Linked DNA regions of Mus musculus: region 2 is linked to region 1. A link is a contact called in public Hi-C data. All regions are on one chromosome and are shown on one strand. The core of a region is the stretch at or near the end of the contact, and the rest is flanking DNA. Distances in the headings are between cores, read along the strand shown.

Region 1 (4,280 bases), core at 1,296-3,795:
TTGAAAATAATAGTAAAAGTCTCACTCTGAAGAAGTCAGTTTCCAAGATCAATTATCAGTAGTTCTTAAAACCATCATGAGAATACTTTGAAGCCCTGAAACCTGGCACCCTGGCAGTTATGCCATCCATTGACAATCGTAAGCCTATGGACATTTCAAATTGTTTTGTTTGGTTTTGTTTTTAGGAGTGGCTAGCTTTAGTTATCAATTTGACGCAACCCAGAATCAACTAGGAAGAGTCTCAGTGAGGCGTCTTGAGTCTGCCCGTGAACGTGTGTGTGTGGGGGGGTGTATGTCTTAATTAAATTAATTGATAACGGGCAGATCCAGTCTAGTGTGTGGGGTACCTTTTTTCTTTTTTTCCTAATGAGGGGTCTTGAATGAACTTAAAGAATGAAAAAATTTCAGTCAAGCAAATGACATGCATGTGTTCAGCTCTCAATTGTGGATGTTGTAGGACTAGCTGTTTGAAGTTATTCTGCCTTGACTTCCTCACAGTGAAAGATTTGCAAGCTTAAATAAATTTTAATAACTTTTCTACCTGTGTTGCTTTTTAGAAGAGTATTTTATCAAACCAGCAGAAATAAAATCAGAGCATGTCTGTTTTGGTCCTCTTTTTAAATGTGTGTTATGTGTCTCAGAATTTACTTTGAATAAAATTTGTCATTACATGAAAGTATATTGCCTTTTTTTCTAGGCTTGCTTTTTTTCCCTTTTCTAATGCTGTCTTTAATAAAGTTTTTCGACCTAGAATTGTAGGTGGAGCATTTTGGAGCATTATGGTACTCCTTCTTTCATATCCTTACTCCCAATTTTTGACAGTTTATTTTGCCAGTTGCTGAGAAATGGTCCTTTTCCTTTTAACTTTGTAGTTTGGGGTTTGTTGCAAAGCAAATATAAATTTAAGATTGTTTTGTTTTCTTCCTGGATTGTCTTTAACTTTTATAGAATTACTCCTGATTTCCAGTAATAAATTTTGCTGTGTGCATGTTTTCTTTCCATATTTCTATTTTAAACTGTATCCTTGATATTGTTATGTTTTTGGTTTTTAAAAGTCTGAGTAAGTGGTCTGAGTAATACCTTAGCATGTAACACTGGCTTCCTGAACTGTGTCACTGTCTCCCTCCTTGACCCCCACCTCTCACCTCCCACTCCAGTTATAATAAATATTCAGACATTCGAGTCTGAGTTAATCTTTGCTTTGTGTTGATGGAGGACAATGTTAATAGCTGTGGATTGACCGCTGGTGTTGTGTGAAAAGCTAGAAGCAATGAATGATAACTTCTTTCTTCTAAAGAAGGTTTAATTTTGTTTTAGTAGGTTGACAAATAGGAAAACATGATCTGGTGGAAACTACTTTAAGGTATTATTAAGTGTATAGCCTTCTACACAGTGGCTGTAGCCCCTTTTAACATCCCAGCTAAAAGCCTGAGTATTAGCCATGCTGTTGGACTGCATGACTGCCAGGTAGCATCTTAATGCTGAGTTTTCTTTATTCTGTTGGGTTTTTTTTTTGTTTTTTGTTTTGTTTTTGTTTTTGTTTTTTTTTTTTTTTGGATTTTGTTTTATTGTTGTATTTTCTCCATGGCTTAGTTCTGGAAATCTGATTGGGGTACGAGAAAATACAGAAAGGACACGAACCCAGTTGTAGAAAAATTGAGATGTGATGGGTCTGTGCTCTAAGGGAGACCCACCACCACCAGCCATCCGGAAACTCAGTCTGTATATTTTCTCTGAGTGGAGAAGTTTTCAGCTGATTAAGGAGGCCGGTGGTTTAGCTAATCTCATCCTGGGAGGAGGCTCTTGTAGGGGAGACAAACTTGGATGCTATTTTCTGCTTAGTACTGCAGTACTAAGAGTTCAGCTCCTCTGCATTCTCTCCTGACCACCACTTATTGTTTGTTGTTTACTTGTTGCTATTGTTTTCTTCTGTTGAATGTTTGTTTATTTAGGTTTTTGGGACAGTGATTCTCTGTGTAGTCTTGGCTGTCCTGGAACTTTATAGACCAAACTGACCTTAAACTCAGGTCTGTCTGCCTCTGCCTCCTGAGTGTTGGGATTCAAGGCATGATGTGCCACCACATCTGGATTTGCTTTTTATTTTAGTAATGGGTTTTTATTTTTAAATTTGAAGGCAGCCGTAGCTTTGGCATTTCTTTCTATTGTTGTTAACATTGCAAATGGATGACATTTGAGGTAGATGCTTATAGATATTGGAACAGATATGAAGGTCATAGTAAGTGTCAGAAATAGGGCTGATTGAAAATGTTTTATGCTTTTTGAATATATGTGTGTGTGTGTGTGTGTGTGTGTGTGTGTGTGTGTGTGTGTTTGTGTTTATGCGCGCGTCTGCAAGTATGTCTGGGCTCCACATTCAAGCAGTGCCTGTCAAGGTCAGAAGATTGCCAAGACTGGAGTTAGACCTGTGTGGTTGGGCATTGAACCTGGGTTCTCTGGAAAAGCAGCAAGTTCTCTTACCCACTGAACCATCTCTCCACCTCCCTGATGTATGCCACACGTCTTCTGAGCTCCCAGGAGTCTAATAGAGATTACTTCCTAATGTTATTTTTATCCTGCTTGTTGATTATAGAATTTTACAGTGGAGAACAGTAGAGTTTATCTTATCTTGTGTTTTGATAGGTGATTCCTGAGTGAAAATTACAAGTTTTTTTCTTTCAACAACTAGAATGGTATTTAGTTTAAAATTTCACAGCCTTGATAAAGATTTTGAGCCCACTGTACAGTGGTTGTATGACTTTTCATACCATTTCTTGAGTAATGAAGCCATGTGCTCCACTTACACAGGTATTTCTTGACTCTGTTTAGGTTAAATTTCTTTAAAACTACCATGACTGAGTTTAAGGCATCCAGATGAGGTTTTTCAGTAATCCATCCTGTGCTTTTCTACTCGGTTTATCAGGAGATAGTGCTGTGTATTCACAGTCAGTGGACAGCTTACTGTTTTACACCTTACCTGGTGACCTTTGTAAAAAATACAATCAGAGTTGCATTGAGGAAATACTAAGTTCATTTTGTAAACTATGAGTTAGACTTTTTTTTCCTGGTTCTGTAGAAAAACTGTTTTTGTGCTTTGACTTTTTTCTCTTTTGTTTCTGTTCTCATTGTTTTAAGCCCTTTTTAACCTATCTATTTCATGGCTTGAAAGGAACCTTGTTTTAAAACACTTCTATTACTTTTTGATATATGACCTTGTCTTGTGATTAAGCCTATCAAGGTGAGTTCAAACTCTTGCTCTGAGAGACTAGCTATGAAGAGCTTAGTGTAGTGGGCATTTTGTTGTTGATGTTGAGGTATGGGTGTATGCTACCAGCCTCAGCACCTGTTTAATCTTGGAAGCAAACATTGTTCAAAATAAAGACTAGATAGGAATGGTAGAACTTAAACATTCCTCCTTTTGCACATTGATTATTTCATGAACTCGGAGCCACGGACCATGACTTGTAATATGACTTTTCATACCATTTCTTGAGTAATGAAGCCATATGGTCCACTTACACTGGTATTTCTTGACTCTGTTTAGGTTAAAACTACTTTGGCATCGTGGGTGTTTGCACCTCTAGACATGCTTTTGATCTGAGTTTGATCTTTTATATTCCTAGTAAACGGTTGGGTGTCTTGGTGCTTTTGAGCTGTCAGAAGGGAAAGGATAAACTTTGCTAAAATGGTTGACGTTTTAATATCTGCAGCTTTGTACAGCCAGGTACCTCCTTAACTCTGTCTGTTGGGAGATAATAGGTACCCGTAGACCTTAATTAGATATTAGAGGAAGGAATTTGATATGGAGATCACCTGGTTAAGGTTATATCTAGACTGTATCTCTACCCCAATTCCTACGTTGGTATTTTTAAACAAGTAGTGCTTTTCTTAAAAATTGTTATCTAGTTTATAGTTAGTTGTTCTTAGCAAGGACTGAAAAGTTGTAAGATACTGTATTTACAAGTTAGTTTATGAAATGAACCATTGTAAAGTCAGTAGCAGGATCTGACTCCCTACCCAGTTCTGTGAAAGGACAGGCATGAGATGGTCTCCATTTTTGATCCCCGTTTTGTGCCATGGACTGCCTCCCAAGCTTAGGAAGATTCCTGTTCGCTCTCCGTGCTTGGGCAAGAAATAACTACTGTGAGAGAAATACAAATCAAATTAAAATGTGGTTTATCTCTATGTTGATGAGATGTAGACTTTATTGAGCTTTCAGATATTTTATATTTAAAATGTCTGAATTTGGGGTTTTAAAGGGCAAGTCAAATCAGGCTATTTTA
Region 2 (4,280 bases), core at 791-3,290, 120 kb before region 1:
ATGATTTTTCTTTGGCTGGTGGTTCAGTCTCTGGGGGCCCCAAGGGTCCAGGTTAGTTAACACTGTTGGTCTGGTAGAGTCCCTATCCCCTCCAGGTTCCTCAATCCTTCCCCCAAGACTTTTTTTTTTTTTTAAATTTTAACTGCTTGTTAAATGCTAAGTAATTTTATTGCCAAGAGGTAATATTTCCATGGTGCAGGAAGGCAGCTCAGTTGGTAAAAATGTCTGCTGTGCAAACATAAGAATTTCAATCCCCAGCCCTCAATGTAAGAAACAAAAGCTGGGTGTATGCCTCTCCCCCCACTGAGGATGTGAAGAAGGCAAATCTCTGAGTCTCATTGGCCACCCAAGCCAGCTGAACTGAGATCAGCTGCAAGTTCAAAGAGACCTTGTATTTAAAAAACAAAGAAGGAAGGAAGGAGAAGGAAAATATGGCCCTACCTTAACCCCATGCCTCTGCACAAATGAGCACACTCCTTTGTACATGTTCTACACTCAATACAGAGAGATAGACAGAGAGCAGAACACACACACACACACGTTTATCAGTTCAGGCTAGTAATCATTTTCAGTGTCCTTTAGACACTTAGACACTTTAGACAGAGACATTTTCAAAACATTTTTAAATGATACCTTCCTTTATTAATACAACCCTTAGGGAATATAAAGTAGGTAATATTTACTGACATGCTATTTAAGTTGCAGGAAAATCTAGTCCTCAAAAGAATAATCTCTGGCCAGGATCCTCGATAAGACTTTTCCATACATCTTGTTCAGGTTAAATCAGTAGCCCAATGTTTCTGTGCTTTGTCAAAAAAAGACTTTTTTTTTTTTTTTCTGGTCGTGTAGGTCTGTATCTAAGGGCTTCATCTTACAAGTCAATTCCACATCCTGCCTTGAAGCTCTCTGCTTTGCACTTCCCCGATGCTATAAGTCTTGTTTACTGATTTTGTGCCTGACTGGGAGAATTTATGGTCTGGGAAGAATTGCAGCCAGGGCTCAATCAGCAATTCATCTTCAGCTCACTTTGAACGACTTACCAAAAAAAAAAAAAAAAAAAAAAAAAAAAAAAAACCATTCAGAAGTATGGCATCTTAAAACAAATGTGGGGTTTTTTTTTTTCTCCTTTTGAATGCAGTTTTCCCACATGCTAATAGTAACAGAGAACTGAGTGTTATTGCCTACAGAGTCCTACCATGTACCCATTTCTAAGTTGTTAGGGCTTTGTTTAGCCTTAGAGACGACAGAACAGCATCACCAGAAGCTTGCTATTATGGACGTAAATCATATGACTCTAAAAGCGAGTGTCTGTAGCTTGTGCCATAAATGCTAACATGAATACACTAGAATCTGTCTGGTCAAAGTGGATATGTATCTTTGATGTGTATGTGTGTTTCATAATGAGAGCTATTTTGAGCGAAGACATTTTGTTTAGATTTGGATGTTGTGTTTACCCTGCTTAGTTAGGCCTTCTTCGCAAATGTTTATTAAATCTTCAAAAAGATACAGGTCTCTGTCTAAATCCCTCTAGACTTATCTTTCACACCTTTAGTCATATAGTTTATTAATTGTAGCACATTCCTGGACAAATAGTATAAGGTAGAAATCTAAGCAAAATTTAGTGGCCCTGATATTTCCATACATTCTAGTCTTGACAAATGAACCGAATTATAAAGATGATGTTTAAATAGTTACTCTTGTCGCCATGACAGAGTCGAAGAAATGTGCCACCTCTTGCTAATTAACTGTTGTTTCTTTTGTTTAGTGATTTTTAATTTCCTGCTTATGAAAGGGATTTGTCATTAAAGATCCACTGCTTTATTCAATTAGTGTGATGAGAAAGCCTCAGAAGGGAGGCAAACTGGATTGTCTAATTACCTAAATTGTGCTAATTAGCCCCACGTGGTAAAGCCTTCCACCCTTTGCAAACCTTGAATTCGTGGCCTCTCAAATTAGCAAGTTGCTTTCAGTTGCAAGGTCCTCATGAAGGAGATTGGCATCTTGCCCACATCCTCCTGGGTTCACAATGATGCTGTTAATGTGACCTCTAGAGGGCGATCCTTCCTAATTTTCATAGGCTCTGGCTCCAGAGGCAGGGGCTGGAGGGCTCACTCAGTTTCAAACTAGGCAAGATCCCCTGTGAGGACCACAAAACAGGAAAAGTCACTAAGGCTTCCAAGCTCCCTGTGGCACATCAAGAACTCGTTTTTCACTTCTCAAACCATCCTCTCCCTTCATTGATGTAGTGATCCAGTGAAGTACCATCCACCTGTGTACTGAACCAGGCCATCTTTCGCATGCTACTTTATTTCTTAATATTCCATGTGGACATAGAAATTCAGTATGTGTCCCATCTTCCTCGCTTTTACTTGGTTTTGTTTTCTTACACATAGATTTTACTGCACAAAATAAATAAATAAATCGTTACTAGTAACCAATATGTCAACTAAGAAATGCTGGCTAGCCATGTACTGTGACAATGCACTATATATATATATATATATATATAGTATATAACTGCTGAGAGGCTCTGCCAGTGCCTGACAAATACAGAAGTGGATGCTCACAGTCATCCATTGGACAGAGCACTGGGTCCCTAATGAAGGACCTAGAGAAAGTACCCAAGGAGCTGAAGGGGTTTGCAGCCCCATAGGAGAACCAACAATATGAACTAACCAGTACCCCCAGAGCTCCCTGGGACTAAACCATCAACCAAAGAAAACACATGGTACTCTAGCTGCATGTGTAGCAGAGGATGGCCTAGTCGGTCATCAATGGGAGGAGAGGCCCTTGGTCCTGTGAAGGCTCTATGCCCCAATATAGGGGAATGCCAGGGGCAGGAGTGGAAGTGGGTGGGTTGGGGAGCAGGGGAAGGGGAAGAGGATGGGGAATTTTCGGAGGGGAAACTAGGAAAAGGGATAACGTTTGAAATGTAAATAAAGAAAATAATAATTTTTTTTAAAAAAAGGAATTAAACTCCCCCAAATCATTTTCCAAGGAACTTAATTCTCCTTGATAAAAACAGAATTGAACCTCCAAGTTTTAAGATGCTTATCTGAGATTTAGTTGCAGATCCATGCCCAGTCTAGAATTCCACCACTAGCCTCTGCAAATATTACAAGGACTCACATCCCCTGAGCCCTTCCCATGTGCCAGGAACCACCCGGTGCCTCTCCTGGTATCATTTAATGTAGGTGTATCTTTGGTATGTGCGAGTTCCAGACAACGACTAAGCAATGTGTCCACTCATTTTACAAATGATGACTTTGGTGCTCAGAGATATTAACTGGCCCTGCATTACACTGCTGTAGGTTTAAGTAGAACGGAAGCTACCCTTCCCTACCCAGTCTGTTTTCTTGCCCACTGCTTCTTCATCCATCTGTAAAACCTCCTTAAATGTCCACATCTTATACATTTTAAGTATTTGTTGTCCTTTTTGGTTTTCAAGGATAGTTAAGAGAATTCAGATAAATCTCAGGAAAAGAAGAAGAAGAATAGATTGTTTCAGCCTCTTCACCTCACAGCAAAGCAGACTCGGGTGGCTTGAAATTTTCTAAACCTTGATTGCAGAAGAGGTATTGAATATGTATAAATTGTACCTTCTGGGATTAGATCGCCTACCCTGAAATTTCAGAGCCCTCACCAACACCACTTACGAGCTGACTTTAAACAAGTTACCTGGCTCCTTTAGGCCCCACTTTTTTTTTCCCATTTTTTATTAGGTATTTAGCTCATTTACATTTCCAATGCTATACCAAAAGTCCCCCATACCCACCCACCCCCACTCCCCTACCCACCCACTCCCCCTTTTTGGCCCTGGCGCTCCCCTGTACTGGGGCATATAAAGTTTGCGTGTCCAATGGGTAGGCCCCACTTTTATCATAGAAGCGGGATGACAATGCTTCACAGCTAGGGCTTATGTACATAGCTATATGAAAAGCACTCACGGAATCTGGTCAATACTCCATACATAGGAATTCTTCCTGTGTTTGATGTCAGAGGTGAGAAAGAGGATTAATATCAGGCATTATGAGTACATCACCTTGAAAAGATGATGTATACAACAATTTAGCTTAACAGTGTACTCTCATGTAAACAGTCAGTGTGTATGTGTGTGTATGTTTCTAGTTAAGATGTTGTTTGATTTTTGGTTGGTTGGTTGTTTTTTTTGTTTTGTTTTGTTTTGTTTTGTTTTGTTTTGTTTTGTTTTTTACGAGACAGGGTTTCTCTGTGTAGTCCTGGATGTCCTGGGACTCGCTCTGTAGACCAGGCTGGCCTCG

What was found. A called contact is a pair of places that touch in the nucleus more often than the background predicts.
Region 2: a Hi-C map of rod photoreceptor shows a contact between it and region 1, with 2.4 times the contacts expected there. The contact joins two enhancer-like sites. A contact is called at or near these places in 13 of 39 promoter capture datasets (the 3T3-L1 cell line, the HPC-7 cell line, cranial neural crest and 9 more), 2 of 15 datasets of contacts at CTCF or cohesin (CD8 T cells and pro-B cells), 47 of 484 Hi-C or Micro-C datasets (the AML12 cell line, B cells, the BV-2 cell line and 26 more), 3 of 115 datasets of contacts at active chromatin or transcription factors (CD8 T cells, large pre-B cells and memory CD8 T cells) and 3 of 9 other capture datasets (adipose tissue, liver and pancreatic islet).

The regions. Positions count from the first base shown.
Region 1 is chr1:80,291,001-80,295,280 of GRCm38.p6, reverse strand. The region is part of intron 3 of Cul3 (cullin 3); the gene reads left to right. Among named protein-coding and RNA genes, the nearest start is that of Cul3, 48 kb to the left of the region's middle. Within about 2 kb of position 2,545, at least 7 of the 459 cell types and tissues checked have an H3K27ac peak or open chromatin away from gene starts, as enhancers often do. A contact at or near this core is called in rod photoreceptor, where this site is marked.
Region 2 is chr1:80,406,486-80,410,765 of GRCm38.p6, reverse strand. No RefSeq gene overlaps it. Among named protein-coding and RNA genes, the nearest start is that of Gm38673, 20 kb to the left of the region's middle. Within about 2 kb of position 2,040, at least 32 of the 459 cell types and tissues checked have an H3K27ac peak or open chromatin away from gene starts, as enhancers often do. A contact at or near this core is called in rod photoreceptor, where this site is marked.